Regions from separate parts of the Mus musculus genome. Here region 2 is linked to region 1. Evidence: chromatin contacts called from public Hi-C data. All regions are on one chromosome and are shown on one strand. Each heading gives the region's core, a stretch centred on a gene start, on an enhancer-like site or on the middle of the called end of the contact. The rest is flanking DNA. Distances are from core to core; before and after follow the strand shown.

Region 1 (4,679 bases), core at 1,489-3,988:
GTGTCTCTTGTGTCAGGTGGTTTTGAGGATAATTGTTCTCCAGCCTACCTCTAGAGAGGATCTGAGCCCCAGACCATAACATTGAAGTCCTCCCGGTCTCCACTTCTACTTCCTATCTACTAGCTACCTCTGAGCAGATCTTAAGGAAAGAATTCATTGCTGTACAGGTGATGGGTCAGTTTTAGACATGTCAGGGAAAGCTTGTATAAAAACCAAAGATAGACAGTAGACATAAATTATGACACTCTAGGAAGATCAGAAAATAGGGCCAAGCTACTAACAGTTCGTTCTGCTAGCAGGCAATTTCCTGCTTTATTCTTGAAGCAAGCACAACACCAATGAATACATTGGGCCAAATATATAGGGTTATATAATATTGAAGATTAGAGTCAGCTGTGGATGCATTTCTTGCCCACTTCAGCTGCTCAAGAAGCAGAGACAACAGAATGACTTCAACCCAGGAATATGAGGCCGGCCTGGACACTATTGCAAGATCCTGCCCCAAAACAATTTTTATATTTAAATTTAAATTTTTAAAATTCATTATGTAAAGTTCTATGCACATGAACTGTGAAGAGACATCTTTCTTTATACACCAGTATCCAAAACACTCACCCTTTCTCCAACTTTGTATGGGATTAATCTGTGTGTCCCTCTTTCTCCTTTACTAGGTATTAATGACATTGTTTGAGGGCAAAGACTACATTGTTTTTTGTTTTTTGTTTGTTTTTTTTTTAATCTTTAAGAATACTAATGAGAGGATCAATGGCTCCTGACTTCTTTCCTAGGTTTTCTATCTCCAGAGTTGTCTCCCTTGTAATAAGGACACATGTTCCACTATGTTCTTAGCAGCCTTATTTAATAGCAAGAAGCTGGAAAGAACCCAGATGTCCCTTAAGAGAGGAATGGATACAGAAAATGTGGTACTGCCTGGCAGTGGTGGTGCATGCCTTTCATCCCAGCACTTGGGAGGCAGAGGCAGGTGGATTTCTGAGTTCAAGGTCAGCCTGGTCTACAAAGTGAGTTCTAGGACAGCCAGGGCTATACAGAGAACCCCGTCTCGAAAAACCCAAAAAAAAAAAAAAAAAAAAAAAAACCAACCAAAAAAAAACACCAAAAAAAAAAAAAAAAACCACCAAAACACCAAAAGAAAATGTGGTACATTTACACAATGTTGTCCTACTCAGCTATTAAAAACAATGAATTCATGAAATTCTTTGACAAATGGATGATAGTCGAGGATATCATCCTAAGTAAGGCAACCCAGTCACAAAAGTACAAGTACACACATGATATGCTCTCACTGATAAGTGGATTTTAGCCCAGAAGCTCAGAATTCCCCAGATAAAATTTGCAAAACACATGAAACTCAAGAAGGAGGAAGACCAAAGTGTGGATACTTTGATACTTCTTAGAAGGGGGAACAAAATACCCATGGAAGGAGTTACAGAGACAAAGTTCAGAGCAGAGACTGAAGGAATGGCCATCCAGAAACTGCCCCACCTGGGGATCCATCCCATAAACAGCCACCAAACCCAGACACTATTGCAGATGCCAACAAGATTTTGCTGACAGTAGCCTGATATAGTAGTCTCCTGAGAGGCCCTGCCAGTGCCTGACTGATACAGTCATCCATTAGACAGAGCACAGGGTCCCCAATGAGAGCCAGAGAAAGTATCCAAGGAGCTGAAGGGGACTGCAGCCCCATAGGAGGAACAACAATATGAACTAACCAGAACCCCCAGAGCTCTCTGGGACTAAACCACCAATCAAAGAAAACACATGGTGGGACTCATGTCTCTAGCTGCATATGTAGCAGAGGATAGCCTAGTTGGTCATCAATGGGAGGAGAGATCCTTGGTCCTGTGAAGGTTCTATGCTCCAGTATAGGGGAATGCCAGGGCCACGGAGTGGTAGTGAGTGGGTTGGGGAGCAGGGAATTGGGGAAAGGATAGGGGATTTTCGTAGGGGAAAATAGGAAAGGGGATAACGTTTGAAATGTAAATAAAGAAAATATCCAATTTAAAAAAAAAGTAAAAAGAATACTTATGAGAATGTGATTTTGATAAACATGAAAAAGAAAAAACAAAGGAAATAATGACTTGGGCATAAGAAATCATATTTACATTGACAGTGGCAATAGCGGCATCTTGAAATTATTATTTTTTTTTGATGAACTTCTGAAAACCAATTTTTGTTAAGTGAGTTTACATCTAAATTTCAGTTGTGTTAAGAGTTAACACAAAGGTCTTTTATCTGTTCTTAATGTCGCCAGCCATATCCTGCCATCGATCTATGGGAGAAGTCCCTATTGAAATCGATGGGGAGGTTCACTGTGAAAATCAATGGCAGGATATGGCCTCTAAGAACACCCGTTTCTGTAAGCTTGCAGCTGCAACTTCAGGGCAACCCTTTATGTTACATTCAAAATCAACAATTGGGAAACATTGTGGTTCTTTAGGGAGGGAATAAAATGAGAGGAAGGAAATGCACATTTGTGTAGGACAATCCGTCACGTTCCCACAGCCCAGCAGGCTTGCACTGTCTTTTCGAGATTCTTAAAGAAAAATTCATGGAAAAGACAAATGCCTTAAAAAAAAAACAAAACCCAAACTCCAAAGTCTGTATTTCCTGAATGCACAGAAAATGTGTATTACCAAGCAAAATAACACAGGCTCCCAGAGTGGCTGTCCAGCACCTCCTAATTGCTCCATAGCCTGTGGCTCACAGTCACACACTCTGGTGACAGAGAGAAAACCACCCACTTTGGGGTAGGGCAAAGCAGAAGGGAATCACACGTATTATTAGAGACCTTGGGTTTTCCAGGCAGGGAGGGTCTGAAAACAAATTCAAGAATCTTGAGAAAAGATTCACACATATCTTGAGAATAGATACACACACGCTCTACATAAAGTAATTTTGTTTTGTGTTTTCAGAATTGTTTCCTGCAAACACCAGTTACTCCTCTTCATGGAGAATAATGGCCAAACAGTATAGCTCTCCTTCTCCAGCAGGACAAGCATTCACATCCTGCTCCCGTGGAACTTTCTCTTTGTTCTTTTTGGGTAAGGTGTCATATAGCCATGACTGGTCTTGAACCTTTATGAGGCTAAGGATGCTTTGAAATTGACCTCGTGGACTTAGGCAACATGTCTCTTATTCATCTTTGACTTGTCCCCCTCACCTGAGCACATCTTTGCAGTCATTGACACTGCAAAGGTTAGCATGTGACCCATGGAGATGCTATCAAAACCTAGGGAAAACTGGGGAATGGACATCTGGTAAATGGAGTTCTTTCATAAACTCACAAGGTTGAACAGGAATGAAAATCACCAGAATCTGTTAAAAGGGCTGAGTTGTGTTTCAGACACCACACAAGGCACTGGAATTTGGATAGGAAAGATTCCCACTGCTTCTTTGGAGCCATCCTAATGAGCCATAAAACCACGGTGAAGATGTTTTTAGTGAATCAAAGTTTGTGTTGGGGAGGAAACAGGGAAGCCAGTCTTGGTGAGACAGGACATAGGGGTGGACTTCCAAAGGAGTGGAGCCTAAGTAGTGGTTGGGTTTATTTAGAAGAGAATAGTTACATATACAGTGGTGGTTATTTTCAGCTTTACTCATATATAATTAACAAATAAAAATTGAAAGTATTTATGCTGTACACTGATGTCTTGATTTAGGAATGCATCATACAATGATTAAAGAGATACAATTTAATATATCCAACACCTTGCATGTTTATCTGTGTGTGCGTTGAGTTACATTGTAATTTTCATGCATATATACACACACATTGCTTTTCTCATTACTTTGACAAAATACTCAACATAAGCAACTTTGGGAAGGAAGTGCTTATGTTGGCTCACAGTTTAAGTGTGCTCCATCATGATGCAGAAGGCATCTCAGTAGGAATGAGGACAGGTGGTCACGTTGCACCTACACAAGGAAAAAGAGAGGTTAATGAATCCTGGTACACAGTTCACTTTCTCCTTATTTAGTCTTGGATCCCAGCCCACATTCAAGGTAGGCTTTCTCAACTCAAATAAACCTGACTGGAAACACTGACAGGTCCAGAGGCTTATCTTCTGGTGATACTAAGAAATGTCATCCTGATAATGAAGATGAACCATCACACTAGACATCATTATGAAGTAAAGTTTCCATATTACACAATTGATGTGGACAGAATTCATTCATCCTGTCCTACTGAAACTGTACATGCTATAACCTACACTCTTCCCTACCTTCCATATTCTTCTAGCTCTGACCCCTCACCTCTGCCCTGTCTCTCAGTTTTAACAGAATTTGAAAAAAAAAAAGGATAGTTCATTTTTCTTGTGATAGATTCTCATGTATCCCAGGCTGGCTTTGAACTTGCTATAAAGCTATAGATTACCTTAAACTTTTGATCTTCCTGCCTCCATCTCCCAAGTGCAGTAATGTATTATAGGTATGTACTACTGTGTCCTGTTTATGTGGTAGCTGGTTATGAAGTCCAGAGCATCATGCATGATAGCTAGCCAAGTACTCTATTAACTGAGATATAGCACCAGTGAAATTCATTTTAGAATAATGTGTAGAATTTGATTAGGAGGAACTCTTGGAATTTTTTTTCATAGGGATCTTACTTGTTTTACTAATCTAGTATCCCTGCTTGTTACTGATTTTGTTCAGAT
Region 2 (5,073 bases), core at 1,316-3,815, 300 kb after region 1:
CCTATGAAACCATGAGCTAAGCAAAGTCCTTCCTCTGTTAGATTCTTTGGTAGCTACTCTGTCACAGTGACACCACAGTTACTCACATGGGGGAGGGGGTGCCATATTTACAGTAGCTTCCCAAAATATGATGCATGAAAAGACTCATGGACATTTGGGCTTTGTTGGAATGGAATGTAGGGCTATGATAGTTTGTATATTCTTGGTCCAGGGAGTGCCACTATTAGGAAGTGTAGCCTTGTTGGAGTAGGTGGGTCATTGTGGGCATGAGCTTTAATACCCTTGTCCTAGCTGTCTGGAAGCCAATCTTCTGCTAACAGCCTTCAGATGAAGGTGTAGAACTCTTCAGCTCCTCCATTGCCATGCCCTCCTGGATGTTACCATGTTCTTGCCTTGGTGATAATAGACTGAACTTCTGAACCTGTAAGCCAGCCCCAGTTAAATATTGTCCTTATAAGAGTTGCCTTGGCCTCTGGGCAGTGGTGGTGCACGCCTTTAATTCCAGAACTTGGGAGGTAGAGGCAGGTGGATTTCTGAGTTCGAGGCCAGCCTGGTCTAGAGAGTGAGTTCCAGGACAGCCAGGGCTACACAGAGAAACCCTGTCTCGAAAAAAACAAAACAAAACAAAACAAAAAACAAACAAACAAACAAACAAAAACAAAAAACAAAAAACAAAACAAAAAAGAAGTCAACATTAATCACTGCCCTTGTGCTTCATAAATTGTACTTAGAGATGAGGGTGGCCACCAAACTATTGGGTATATCTAGAAATGTTATTTCTATGTGTTGTCATTTCTCCTTTTCTGAGTTTGATAGGATCATAAGTGATCCTCAGATGTTCTACCTGAGGTAATTCTCCATTCAGAGTGGATTCCAGGCATAAGGTGAGGCTATTGGCATGCAGCTCCTGGAAGTTTCTCTACTGTGACTATTAATGCCAGCTAGCCAGTAGACAGTGTATGTAATTATGAATTTTTCTTTAGTTCTTTTTGAATAAAGTAATTCTGTTTTGTTTTGAAACATGGTCTCATTTGTCCTTGTCTATGCTGGAATTTGTTACATAGATCAGGTTGGTCTCAAACTCACAGAGACCTGCCTCCTTCTATCTCCCAAGTGCTGATATTAAAGGCATATGATACATATTAACCTCAAATAAAGTCTTTTTTTTTTCAACCAAATCCTTGTATTTTCAGTCCAGGTTACAAGGAAAAATAATGGTAAACTCAATGAGGAAATTATTCTCTTAAAAGTTAATATAAAAGCTGGAGTGATATCTCAGAGGTAAGAGCATTTGCTGCTCTTTCAGAGTACCCAGGTTCAGTACCTAACACCCAGGAGTCTAAGACCTCTTCTTACCTCCGCAGGCAACTATATGTGTGTGGTGCACATGCATACTCACTTAGGCACAACAACATGATAAAATTGTATATGTGTGTGTGTATATATATATGTATATATATATATATATATATATATATATATATTTACATACATCACAGATATATAATATTACATATGTTCTATATATTACAAATATATACACACAATTGTATATACATATCACCATCTAGAAACTATTGTTGCTAGTGGTGAATGATCTTATTCACATGATTTCACGGGCATAAGCAGAGAATCAAGCTGGAGAAAATAGAAATTGACTTAAAATTTTTTCAAAGCACAGTCTCCCTCTGTAATCAAGTCTAGCTCAAAACTGAATATATAGTCCAAGTATCCTGGTCCAAGTTCTCCTCTTGCCACACCCTTCTGAGTACTGAAATTACAGGTGTGAGCCACTACAGTCTGTTGGAAAACACGTTTTGAAATGCTATTCCCTTTTAAACATAAAGGTCCTGCCGATGAAGATGAAGCGGGACTGTGGAAGACACCGGTTCTGCTAAATCCAGCCAGAAGCAACCACCACAAATGTTTAAAGTCAATCAGACCAGCCATTAGATGTCATGTAAATAATGAAAGGGAGGAAGACGAACTAGCTTAGATCATAAATAATGAAAGGGAAAATATCAACTGACTGAAATTTTCATCCCTCTCCAGCCCCTGTGATTAGAGACAGACGTTTCTGTCCACAACGTCTTAGGAAATTCTAATGTCACATCTTCTGTCAATTATCATTTTTGTTTTAATTTTAAGAAATAAAAATCTGGGAGGTTTTTCTTTCTAGTCAAATGAAGATCAGAAAACCCATGTCTGTCCTGGACTTACAATCCCAATTAAAATAAATATACACCCTGATTAAAAGTACAGGGCTAATGACTAACTCAGACTTAATAATTGTAAATAAATTGTCATTTTGACATGGAAAATTTTTTAAACCATTTTTATTATGGAAATATATCCTAAGATCCTGGGCAGAATTTATTTGATATGTTAAGTAGATTACTAGCCCTAGAACTTCCTGAGATTCTTTTGTTGTTTTACTTATAGAAACACGGGAGCGGAAATGGGTATTGAGTGAGAAAAATGAACCAAGAGAGATAGATGTAAAGCCAAGAGGAAGTGCTGCCTCCGCATAACACACCCCAGGCTGACTACACAGGAACAGACCTGATACTTCTCTTAGGCTGACTTTTAGATTGTGTAGTTTGAGTGAAATGCCTCTTATCCCCCATAGTCTTAAGCATTTGGATACTTAGTCCCTAGTTTGTGGAGGTGGTTGGGAGGGTTTATGATGTATGACTGGCTAGAGGAAGTTTGTCAAGGGTTTTGAGGTTTCAAAAGCCACATGCTACTCCTACTGTACTCTCTCCTTCCTGCTTATAGATCAAGATCTCCAGCCCCAGCTCCAGCTCCAGCTCCAGCTCCAGCTCCAGCTCCAGCTCCAGCTCCAGCTCCAGCTCCATGCTTTGCTGGCTGCCATACTCCTTTACCACAATGGTGATGTACTCTTCTCTCTCTAAAATCACAATCTCAAAATGAGCCCAACAATAGAAAAGTAACTATGACATTTACTTTTTGTCTATCTGTCTTCTCTCTCTCTCTCTCTCTCTCTCTCTCTCTCTCTCTCTCTCTCTCTCTTGTTTATTTGGTTGGTTGGTTGAGTTTTGCTTTGTCTTGTTGACACCCTGGTTGTGCTGTGTCAAGGAGAACTTCTCTGGTCATGGATACTTGGAGTTCTGTTTACCTCTTGTGTTTGGACAATTCCTTGTTTCCCTAAGTTTTGGGGGTATTCTGCTGTAATTACATTAGCTGGTCTGTGTATTCTATGTGATTCTTTCTTCTACACCATGAATTCTCAGGTTCAACCTCTTGAGTGCATCTTAGATTTTTTTTTGTAAATATTTTTGTGTTCCTTTCTGTTTTTCCCCTTGTATATGTCTGTTTAAATTACTTCTTTGTCTTTGTCCTCCATCCTTGGAATTCACTCTTTTGCATGGTCTTGTTTCTTAGTGATATTATTTACTGCAGTTTTATTTCATGCACCCATTCTTTGTTTTAAGTATTTCTGTTTGGTCCCTTTTCAGTCTTCTTGACGTCTTTTTCCTCCATTTGGACTTTCATATCCAATTTTCTGTTATGTTCATTTTGAAGAATCTATGAAGGGGTCTGATATACATTCCTGTAATTCATGTATCTGCTTGTTTGGATCTTACAATCTTTACTATAAGACTTGAAATTTTTGAATCTATATGATCATTAAGTCTTTTAAAAAGTGTCAGCCTGATTTTTTTCTTAGATACTTGAGCTGTCTCTGAAGTTTCAGATTCCATTATAACAAAGTGGTGGCTGTGTCATGTTGGAGTAAGTTTTGATTAGCCATTTTATTCTGAGCCTATTTGAATATCTCCTACAACATTTTCTAGAGGGACAGCTGTACAACGTCAGCCACAGGGACTAGTGAAATTTGGGGGATTAGTAAGGAGAGTCAATGAGATGATCCCACTCCCACAGTGCTATGTCCCCCCAAAAACAAGGGTACTGCAGCACTCTGAGCTTCGAGACAATGATGGAGTCAATATTCCAGTTACTACCTGGATTTTGTGAACTCCATGGGAGCAGAATAGCCAGCCTATGTGATATTTAAGGTCTGGTCTGTTTTGGGGGCTTTAAGTAACTTCTGATACCACAAAAGTACAGACTTTGAATCCTGCCATGACCTCTGGGACCTCAAAAGTCAGAACCAGACACCCACATTGATCTTATGTGGAGCCAAACTTTGGTCTGCTGAGGCCACCAGGGATGGAGGCTAGATCACAATGTATTCTCTGCTTCCATGGAAAACCTGGGTGCACAAGACTCTCTGGATAGGAAATCTGGACACACAGTGAGCTATGATGGTCCTACAGAATTTGGAAGCTAAATGTCTGAGCCTTACATACAAACTTAGAAATATCAAAAACACTCCAAATTTTCATCGGCAACCAGAAAACATAGGATGAGGTATTTCAAACTCTAAACGTAAGTAACTATGAACCAAGAATGCTTTAGCCTACTAAGTCACCTTTCAAAACCAGTAGATAAATAACTATTTCAAGATACATAAAATAAGACAATATATGACAACTAAGTAACTTCTATAGAAAATTCTCAATGGTATAGCTTACGTTAGTGGTTCTCAACCTGTGGGTCACAATCCCTTTGACAGTCAAATGAATGATCCTTTCACAGGGGACATTTATCAGATATCCTGCACATCAGGTATTTATACTAATATTCATAACTAGCAAAATTACAGTTATTAAGTAGTCATAAAAATAATTTTATGGTTTGAAGTCTCCACAACATGAGGAACTGTATTAAAGGGGTGCAACATTAGGAAGGTTGAGAATCAGTGGTTTATATGGAAAAAGAATAAAAATAGTTTGCTTCACATGACTACACAAGCAGATACACTACCTGAAAACAGCATGTAAATAACCTAGACTTTGGAGAAAAACATTCATATCCAAAATAGAAATTCAACAAAACCTTAAATCTAATAAGGAGAGTCAGAAGAAATATCAAAAATGTAGCAAAGCAGAAGTTATAGGAAGTAGCAAACCCCTTTCTATAATAATCTTAAATGTCATTGCCCTCACCTTACCACTCAAAAGGTACAGACTAATTTATCAGATTAAA

The links. A called contact is a pair of places that touch in the nucleus more often than the background predicts.
Region 2: a contact with region 1 is called in a Hi-C map of bone marrow-derived macrophages, with 3 times the contacts expected there. The contact joins two enhancer-like sites. A contact is called at or near these places in 2 of 484 Hi-C or Micro-C datasets (both in bone marrow-derived macrophages) and 1 of 115 datasets of contacts at active chromatin or transcription factors (fibro-adipogenic progenitors).

The regions. Positions count from the first base shown.
Region 1 is chr8:127,845,088-127,849,766 of GRCm38.p6, forward strand. No RefSeq gene overlaps it. Among named protein-coding and RNA genes, the nearest start is that of Gm32590, 42 kb to the left of the region's middle. Within about 2 kb of position 2,739, at least 3 of the 459 cell types and tissues checked have an H3K27ac peak or open chromatin away from gene starts, as enhancers often do. A contact at or near this core is called in bone marrow-derived macrophages, where this site is marked.
Region 2 is chr8:128,146,011-128,151,083 of GRCm38.p6, forward strand. No RefSeq gene overlaps it. Among named protein-coding and RNA genes, the nearest start is that of Mir21c, 130 kb to the right of the region's middle. Within about 2 kb of position 2,566, at least 34 of the 459 cell types and tissues checked have an H3K27ac peak or open chromatin away from gene starts, as enhancers often do. A contact at or near this core is called in bone marrow-derived macrophages, where this site is marked.